2 separate regions of the Pan troglodytes genome follow, and region 2 is linked to region 1. Evidence: chromatin contacts called from public HiChIP or PLAC-seq data. All regions are on one chromosome and are shown on one strand. Each heading gives the region's core, a stretch centred on a gene start, on an enhancer-like site or on the middle of the called end of the contact. The rest is flanking DNA. Distances are from core to core; before and after follow the strand shown. Region 1 holds the start of ZBTB39 (zinc finger and BTB domain containing 39). Region 2 holds the start of PRIM1 (DNA primase subunit 1).

Evidence for each region. HiChIP or PLAC-seq counts read pairs in DNA pulled down with a chosen protein or histone mark.
Region 2: a contact with region 1 is called in an H3K4me3 HiChIP or PLAC-seq map of stem cell-derived excitatory neurons, with 5 times the contacts expected there. The contact joins the promoter of PRIM1 here to the promoter of ZBTB39 in region 1. A contact is called at or near these places in 3 of 7 Hi-C or Micro-C datasets (induced pluripotent stem cells and a lymphoblastoid cell line), 1 of 1 datasets of contacts at active chromatin or transcription factors (stem cell-derived excitatory neurons) and 1 of 1 other capture datasets (stem cell-derived neural stem cells).

What each region holds. Positions count from the first base shown.
Region 1 is chr10:39,023,879-39,028,574 of NHGRI_mPanTro3-v2.0_pri, forward strand. It overlaps ZBTB39 (zinc finger and BTB domain containing 39), which reads left to right and starts at 2,809. Exons shown (of 2, transcript XM_522441.6): 1 at 2,809-2,956; 2 at 4,400-4,696. The coding sequence starts at 4,444.
Region 2 is chr10:39,254,087-39,258,782 of NHGRI_mPanTro3-v2.0_pri, forward strand. It overlaps PRIM1 (DNA primase subunit 1), which reads left to right and starts at 1,957. Exons shown (of 13, transcript XM_001168535.6): 1 at 1,957-2,173; 2 at 3,167-3,324. The coding sequence starts at 2,071. HSD17B6 (hydroxysteroid 17-beta dehydrogenase 6) reads right to left here and starts at 1,979. Exons shown (of 4, transcript XM_016923169.4): 1 at 1,788-1,979.

The DNA of each region.
Region 1 (4,696 bases), core at 1,559-4,058:
TGACTTGTATTACTAGGATGGGCCTGGGAGATATTCATTCCTGAATCTGACCCTACTTAATTAGAGAAGGAGGTGGGGATCAAGGCTGTCTGGAGACCCAGCCACAGAGGAGGACAAATCTATGACCCTATACAATTTTTGTGTCTCCAAATGCTGAGCCTGGGTTCTGTGACAGATCCTGGGGGTGAAATGATAACTCATACACAGAGTTTACAGTTTAGCAGGGCTGTGGACAAGCAAACAGAACTTGATCCAGCTAGGATGGGGTGTGGACAGGGAAGTTACTACCGAGGCCAAGAAAGAGAGGAGCAGATATCTTCACCGTTAACTGGCTGCCTTAGTTATTATAAAGGGAAAACATTTAATTCCCACTCCTCTCTAAAGTGCCTGTTACCAGCTCCTGCAGCTCTGACTTAACAGTCCCCAGAATGTGTAAGGCACTTACATGTGGTATGCATGGGTATGGATGTCTTTTATTAATCTATGATGTCAACTATCACCCGCCATCCTAAGGGGGGTTCTGTACCCTAATGGAACAGCCAGTGAAATCCTCAGGCTCCTTATCTTAGCCTGGTACAGGGGCCTTGGTTATGCCCCTGAATTGCACTGATAAAACATCAACACATAGATTTCCCAAGGCAGTGTAAGGACAGGGCCACAGAGCCAGAGGCCACTTCCTGCAGTCCTTTCATTCTACTGAAAATTCTATCTTCCTACAGCCTGACTTGGGGCCACTTTGGAATGACAGCTGTATAGTGGGGGGCGGGGAAAGGAGGGAATACTCACCCTAGTATTACTTATGTCAGCTTTATAGCCAGAGGTCAAAGAATGCCCCCACCCCAGAGCCTAGACCCTTTTTCTAGTGAATCATCTCTTTGACTTTTCAAAATTATCTATCTATAGGGCTTAAAACTGGGGACACTTTTGCAGAGTCTAGGGGCTTTCTCTGGGTCATGAAAGCTACAAGAGTTGGTTCTGCTCAGACTTGGTGGGAGTTAGGCTTATAGGCTGAGATGAGACAATTGCTTTGCAAGAAGGAACATTAAGTGCAGAAAGATTGCTCTCTAGTGGGACTGACAAAAATTGCAGTACTGGGGACTCCAGAAAAAAATGAAGACAAATGTTAAGTTAGATTCCTGTGTTTGTACTTGAAGAATGTGTGAAGGGATCCTGACCCTCCTTTCCTGTTGTAAAATAGTTGATGCCTAAAGAGATCTGGTCCACAAGACCTTGACTAAATTCCTGGCCCTTTCTTCTCCATTTAACTTTGTATATGTTTGTTATTGTGACTATATGGTGATTTACCTTAAAAAGACTTCAGTATAAGTGGTATATACTTTCACCTGCGTCTTTTGGATGATTTGTTTTCATGTGAAGTTTATTGGGGTCAACCCTCCAGAGATGGCTGGGGCAGTTGGTTAGAAAGACTGAACAGGCCCAGGCCCTTGCAAGCCCAGCAGCCCTCTGTCTCCAGAGTCATGCTGGAGGTCTGGACCTGCTGGCTGTGTGATATTCCACTTTAGGGAGACTCAGTCACCTTGCACAACTGTGAGAGCTGGGCCTGCCATTGAAACATTGTGTCAACCTCTAAGTGACCCTTTCACTAGATGGTAAAGTGAGATGCCTCATCCCCAAACTATAAGAACAGTTCTATGGCTGTTTTTGTATCTCCTGGCTAACAAATGTTACATGTTTGGCAGCATTTGGTATAGTGCTTGCTTTCAGTATAGTCTACCACCAGTTAATGAGGTTGTGGAAAGGAGGACACACAATCTCCCAAATTCATCAAGAGAATGGACAATTGCTGAATGGCCAAACTGGCTTAGATCTGTTGGCAACATTCAGTGTGTCCCTTCCTTTCCACTTATCCATCAAGGAATTACTGAATCCTACCATGCGCCTGTCCTGGGAGTTTGTCCTTGGCTGCAAGCTATTTTCAGGCAGTGACTGGGATGGGATGGGAGAGACGATGAAACTGCAGGGTCTTGGAGCCTAAGAGCTTCCTCTGTACTGAGGGAGGGAGGGTGACATGACCAAGACTTCTAATGTCTTTGGTGGTGGTGGGTGGGGCAGGCAGTGTAGGTGGTTTTGGTTTGATGACAATTCTTGGGCAGGAGCATTTGAAAAGATGATTTGGGAGAAGGGTGGGGAGGAAGAGTGATCGAGTTCTACACAGAGTTGGGGAGGGCAGGCTTCAGGAAACAGGCTTGGGGTGCCAAAGTACAGTGAGATCCGGTGACTGTCTTCATTTGGCCACCTAGATGGAAGGAGGGACAGCAGTGGATTATCACAAGGGTCCAGTAGTAGCGGTCTAGCCCTCAAGTGCTCCTTCATTCATTCAAGCAGACTTAATGTATTAAGCACTTATTGTGCCAGGAAGTGTGGTAAGGGTCAGTGTGGACATGCAGCCGTGTGCAAAGCCACAGATCCCTGCCTTCAGGAAGCCCACAGCCTAGTGGAGGAGATATATAGTAATCAAACAATCTTACAACATTTTGTAAAATGCCCATAGTAGATGTTCTGAGGAGAAGCTTTTGGAACTGTGAGCGTAGAATAGGGGAGGTGAAGAGAGTTTGGACAGGGTTTTTCACTCTTCAGGCACCAAGTCCCGCGCACAGTGGATGGGCGCTTAGAAAAAGCCAGCCTGGGGACTTGGAAGCCCCTGCACCCCTCGCGCGGGTCCTGGACCCGGCCCCGCCGTGGGGGGGCGCTGCCTCCTCCCGGGCGGCGGGGGGCGCTGCGGCCGGGCGGCGGGGGGCGCTGCCTCCTCCGGGACGGCGGGGGGCGCTGCGGGCCGGGCGGCGGGGGCGGCCCGGGCCGGCGCGGCGAGCCGCGCGGCGGATGGAGAGTCTGGCCGCGGCCGGCGGCGCCGCCTCCTCGTCGGGCCGGGCACGGCGGGCCGGGGCCTTTGTGTGAAGCGGCGGCGGCGATGGTGCTCGGGGCCCCGCAGAGCCGGGTAAGCGCGGCCAGGCCGAGGGCTGCCCCTGGCCGAAGCCCGACCTCCGGCTCGGCATTTATCTCGCTCTTGCTGGGGTCCCTCTTGCCCGCTCCCTTCGGCCGGACCCATCCTCCCCGCCCGCGCGCCGACCCCGGCCGGCCCCGCCGCCCCTCGCTTGGCCCCTTATTCAGCCCCATGCCCCCAACAGGCTCACCCGGGTGAGCCCCGCGCTGTTTGTCGAGGGACTGAGGCGCTCGTTGCCTCCAGAGGGAGCGCCCCAGCCGATGCAGCGCCCTTCCCTCCCAGATGCGACTCCGGAGGGGAGACCGCGGCGCCTGGGGATTGTTGGGGTGTCCTTGGAAGTTCCCAGCTTCCCCCTCTCCCACCCTCCCCTCTGGCTGCCCAGTGCTCCGACCCGCCGATCGTTCAGGGGTGGCCACCAGGGCCCGGGAGATGCTTGGCCGGTACCCCACAATACTTAGACTCTTCCTGGGCCCCAGAAAAAGTTGGGAGTTGTTAGAATCTGGAGAGATGGAGAAAGGGGCTGTGTTGGGCAGAGTTGTGAGACTGAACAGGGATGCAAGTAGCTCTTCTTCCTTAGTCGTGCAGGAGTCAGAAAGGGCAGAAAGTGGTAGTGAACAAGCCTCTAGGAGTCTTACCTGTATAATTAGAAGTCTTTCTTGCGGCATCAAGTAAATCTGTTAGTGCAGGGACAACAAAATATAAACCCCGAAAAGGGTGGCGAAAAAGAATACAACATATTAAAGTAATATTAAATACTACCACAGTTGTGTTCTACTTTTCTTACTGTGCATTCTGAGTGTTTTAACTTCACAGAATACAGGGACTGTGATGAAGCAATATCTGGAGGGGCTCTGGGTTATCGAAAGGCCAGAGAGCGGGTATGTAGTATAGGCAGAGAGAGATGGGGATTCAAGAACGTGAGATTTATTTGGAGATTATTGAGAGGTTGAAGACACAGCAATGACAAAGCTAAAAAACGGAACTACCTTATATGTTCCTCAGTAGCTAGTGGAGCTTTGATAGTTGTGTTCAAGCATGTGCATGGTATTTGGCATCATGAGGGAAAAGAATATGCTCAATGAATTAGGACAGCTTGTATTTGGGAGGAAATTAATAGGAGAAAAATTTGATCCAGTGGCTCTGGTAATGAAGTATAAGATTGTGTCCGAAGGAATGCCTCTGGTTCGTCTCTAGGCACCAGCTTAAGACCAAGCTATCAGATTGTCATCAGTCCTTTTGGTTTTTGTCATAACTCTTTGAGTATATACAGGGGGAGATGTCATTGCCTTGTCATAGTGGAGGAACTCTCCATGCCAGTTTACTCCTGATCCCTACCTGGGGCTTGGAAGCATTCAGAGTGGTGGTATTTTCTCCTGCATAGCCCCTCTTTTGCACGAATGTGTTTGGCCATCCATCTTTTTCTCTTGCTGTCCACAGATTAACTGTGCTGATAAGGAGGTAATTTCATAGGAGCTGCTAAGATGGGCATGAGGATCAAACTGCAAAGCACCAACCACCCCAACAACCTCCTGAAGGAACTCAACAAGTGCCGGCTCTCAGAGACCATGTGCGACGTCACCATTGTGGTGGGGAGCCGCTCCTTCCCGGCCCACAAGGCTGTGCTGGCCTGTGCAGCTGGCTACTTCCAGAACCTCTTCCTGAATACTGGGCTTGATGCTGCCAGGACCTATGTGGTGGACTTCATCACCCCTGCCAACTTTGAGAAGGTTCTGA
Region 2 (4,696 bases), core at 707-3,206, 230 kb after region 1:
TTGAGGCCAGGAGTTTGAGACCAGCCTGGCCAACATAGTGAAACCCTGTCTCTACTAAAAATACAAAAGTTAGCTGGGCGTGGCAGTGCACACCTGTAATCCTAGCTATTTGGGAGGCTGAGGCATGAGAATTGCTTGAGCCTGGGTGACCAAGGTTGCAGTGAGCCATGATTGCGCCACTGCATTCCAACCTGGGCGACACGGCGAGACTCTGTCTCAAAAAAATAAGTAAAATAAAATAAAACTATGTTTTTCATGTGACATGTTATTCATGTGACTGCCCACTCTAGCCCACAATTGCCATAAGGTATCATTACACAGTAAGAGTGATTGGCAGATCTCCACATCAATAGCAGATGGGTTCCCTTCATACTTGTAAAGCTCTCCATGATTCTGCAAGCTTCCTATAATTCATATTTTCTTATACCTGGGTGTTCTATTTGAGAGACTAAATATATGAACAGCAGCCAGACCATATATAAAAACAGAACTCTGACCCACAATCTACAGCAACCTGCTGGGGAAACCAACCCCCTTATCTATAATAAACAGCACAGGAAGCAAGCTTGCTACAAGTCAGACTTGTATAAAGTCAAACTGCTATCTCTAATGATGATCCTGGAGGCCAAACAACAACCCCTGTAGCAATGGGCCCAAATGCCTTAACTAGTGTCCTACAGCTTCCTTAACAGCTTCCAACATAGGTCCAACCAAAGAAAGCCAAACACCCACCCCTAAACCAATCACATACCGCATCCTACTGCTAGTTAGCCCAGGTACAGCTTCTCCATGCCAACAGCCTCCAATCAAAGAACACCTTGACGGCTTCCCTTTTTTATAAAGCTTTCCTACTCCTCTGCCTGCCTTTGAGTCCTATCAAATGCAAGTGATGATGGCTGACTCCCTTGCTATAGTAAGCTCTGAATAAATAGCCTATGCTTTTCTCATTTGGTTATTTGTTTATTTCCACATATTGGATCTAGTAATTCATGAAATTCCATGAAGAACTAATTTCCAAAACTTTTTTTTTTTTAGACACGGTCTTTCTCTGTTGCCCAGACTGGAGTGCAGTGGCACTATCATGGCTCACAACAGCCTGGACCTCCCAAGCTCAAGAGATTGATTGCCCCCTCCCCCCACTCCCCGCCCCCCACCCTTCAGCCTCTAGGGTAGCTGGGACTACAGGCGCACGCAACTACATCTGGCTAGTTGTGTGTGGGTGTGTGTGTGTAGACAGAGATCTCACAATGTTGCCCCAACCGGTCTCGAACTCCTGGCCTCAAGCGATCCTCCTGCCTTGGCCTCCCAAAGTGCTGACGTTACAAGCATGAGCCACCGCGCCTGCCTACAAACGTTTTTAAAAGATACTGGTGTCGGCCAGGCGTGGTGGCTCACGCCTGTAATCCCAGCACTTTGGGAGGCTGAGGCGGGCGGATCACGAGGTCGGGAGATCGAGACCATCCTGGCTAACCCGATGAAACCCCGTCTCTACTAAAAATAAAAAAATTTAAAAATTAAAAAAAATTAGCCAGGCGTGGTGGCTGGCGCCTGTAGTCCCAGCTACTCGGGAGGCTGAGGCAGGAGAATGGCGTGAACCCGGGAGGCGGAGCTTGCAGTGAGCCGAGATCGCGCCACTGCACTCCAGCCTGGGCAACAGAGCGAGACTCTGTCTCAACAAAAAACAAAAAAAAGATACTGGTGTTATTTCTAAAACATCCAAAAAGTTCACGTGGAGCATCCTTTTTACTTCATCTTAATAACCTAAATCAATATGCTGTAGGTCTCACATTTCCGGAGAAGATCCTCTTCCTGGAATGGACGCGGCCTTCTGCCCACAAGAGCGGTGGCCCTAGTGCCCGAACGCGTGGGCAGATCGCAAACTGCTGCGTCTCCCGCAGCCCCCGCCCGCACCAAGTGGGAACTACAATTCCCGGCGGCCCCGGCCGACTGCGGGCCGCCGGGTCAGACAGCCGACCTCGGCCATAAGCGCCTGCGCAGTCGCGGGGCCGCCGGCCGTGCTGTTCCCGCCAATTCCTGTGGTAATCCTTACCGTGGCGAGTTCCGCGTTCGATGGAGACGTTTGACCCCACCGAGCTGCCCGAGCTGCTTAAACTTTATTACCGGAGGCTCTTTCCCTACTCTCAGTACTATCGCTGGCTCAACTACGGTGGAGGTGATGGAGGCGAGGAATGGGTTCGGGAGCGGAGTGTGAGGAGGTTGGAGGCGGGGTGTCCTTAGAATGACAATATGAAGCGCCTTCTGTGCACCAGGCTTTGTGCCGCGCGCCTTCATTTGCTCTCTCGAGCCCGCCCCACCACTTCCTAGGTGTAAATGGGCCGAGAGAGGATATAATAAGCCAGCCTGCGGCCACGCGGTAAAAAAAAAAAAAAAAAACAGAGCCGCCGCTCCTACCTCTCCGTGGTCAGGCTCACATTAGGTGCCCGGTTTACCTGCAGCGGTGCCCAGGGGGTTACTGGGGCGTAGCGTGAAGCTGCTGAGGCATGGTTTGCATCAGGAGCGGAAGAGCCTCTCTCAGAGGAAGAGAAATACTTTCTTCCTTGCAGCTGAATTTATTCGTGCGAATCGAGGAGAGAGGGGTGGCATTACATATTTAAAATATTTATGCATCTGTTTCGTCTTTTGTACCGTTCCCTAGCAAATACGGAATGGTAACTGCTTTCAAATTAGGGACTAGGTCATGTGGATTTTGTTTTGTTTTTCTTTTACATCTACCACGGTGTTGAGCATAGGGGGCTCATTAAAAAACATCTTCTCGGGCCGAGTGCCGTGGCTTACGCCTATAATCCCAGCGCTTTGGAAAGCCGAGGAGGACGGATTACCTGAGGTCAGGAATTCGAGACCAGCCTGGCCAACATGGTGAAACCCCGTTTCTACATAAAATACAAAAATTATCTGGGCATGGTGGGTCGCATGCCTGTAGTCCCAGCTACAGCCTCGGGAGGCTGAGGTGGTAGGATCCCTTGAACCCGGGAGGCGGAGGTTGCAGTGAGCCTTTATCGAGCCACTGCACTCCAGTCTGGACGACAGAGCAGGAAGCAAGCAAGATTCCCTCACCGAAAAAAAAAACTTCTCATTGGCTAAAATTATAATGCCCTGAGCCAAATAAAGTAGCAAATTAACTTTAAAATGTACATTTATTTTGCAGTGATAAAGAATTACTTTCAACACCGTGAATTTTCATTCACATTGAAAGATGATATTTACATTCGCTACCAATCCTTCAACAACCAGAGTGATCTGGAAAAGGAGATGCAGAAAATGAATCCATACAAGATTGATATAGGCGCAGTATATTCTCACAGAGTAAGAAATCTTTTTTTAATATATTTTGTTGTTTTATTTTGTAAACCAAGAATGGGTTGATTCCTCTTGCGTTTTGAGATTAAATGTTTAGAGTTTATTCTAGATGAAAAGCCACTTTTTAATTGTTTGGCAAGTGATTAATCCTTTTTTGTTCTTTGACGTTCTGCATTACTGATGAAATCATTTGGGAGTGAATTGGTTGCATTTTTACTAGGACAAAAAAAATTGAGTATCTAGCTACTAGGAAGAGGAAGTCGACATGATTTAGGAAAGGGAAATAATTAGCCGGGCGTGGTGGTACGCGCCTGTAATCCCAGCTACTGAGGAGGCTGAGGCAGGAGAATCGCTTGAACCCGGGAGGTGGAGGTTGCAGTGAGCCAAGATCGCGCCATTGCACTCCAGTCTGGGCGACAGAGCGAGACTTGGCCTCAAAAAAAAAAAAGAGGGAAATAAAAGAGAATTACATTCTCTCCCACCATGGAAGTTATTCTTTTTTTCTTTTGTTTATTTTTATTGAGGTCAAATATACATATAAAATTTATTATCTTTACCACGTTTAAGTGTACAGTTCAGTCATAATAAACATTTATATTCTTTTTCCTTCATACCCCTGGAGTTATTCTTGATTCCTCTCTTTCTCACATTCCCATACCCATTCTATTAGGAAATCCCTTTGGCTCTACCATAAGTGTATCTAAAATCCAGCCACTACTACCAGTGCTACCAACATTATCATCTCATCTGAATTACTGTAAAAACCTCCTAACAGTTTGCCTTTGTAGAATCTAGAGTCCATTCTCAATACAGAAGCTAGAGTAATCCTTTTAAAACAACTCAGAATCTGTGATTCCTCTGCTGAAAACATTCTCTGGTGGCTGCTCATTTCACTGACTAAAAGTCCTTCTCTCCCCCTCATTCATTCCTGCCACACTGACCCTTGCTCAAGCTGTTTCCACTGCCTAAAACCCATTTCTATACTTGGTTCATCCCCTCACCTCCTTCAAATCTTTGCTCAAATAGCACCTTCTCAGTGAGGTCTACTAAAACCTGCCACTCCTCCCACCCCCTGCCACTGGTATATTCTAAGTTCCCTAGAAGAGTGCCTGGCAAGAGACAGTACACTATAAATATTTGTTGAGTGAATGAACAAACCAAAATTGCCCTTCTTCCCCTTCTCAAATATATACACTGGTGGGTGGAGGGAATACATACATAGCATAATAGCTTTTATGTGGAGTTTTTCATGTTATATAACTTGTTTCTTGTATCAATCCTCATTCTTTTTACAAAGGAGGAAACAGGCCCAGAGAACTTGAATAGTTTGCACAAGCTCACACACAATTTCTAAATGATAGAGCTGGCACTTAAACCC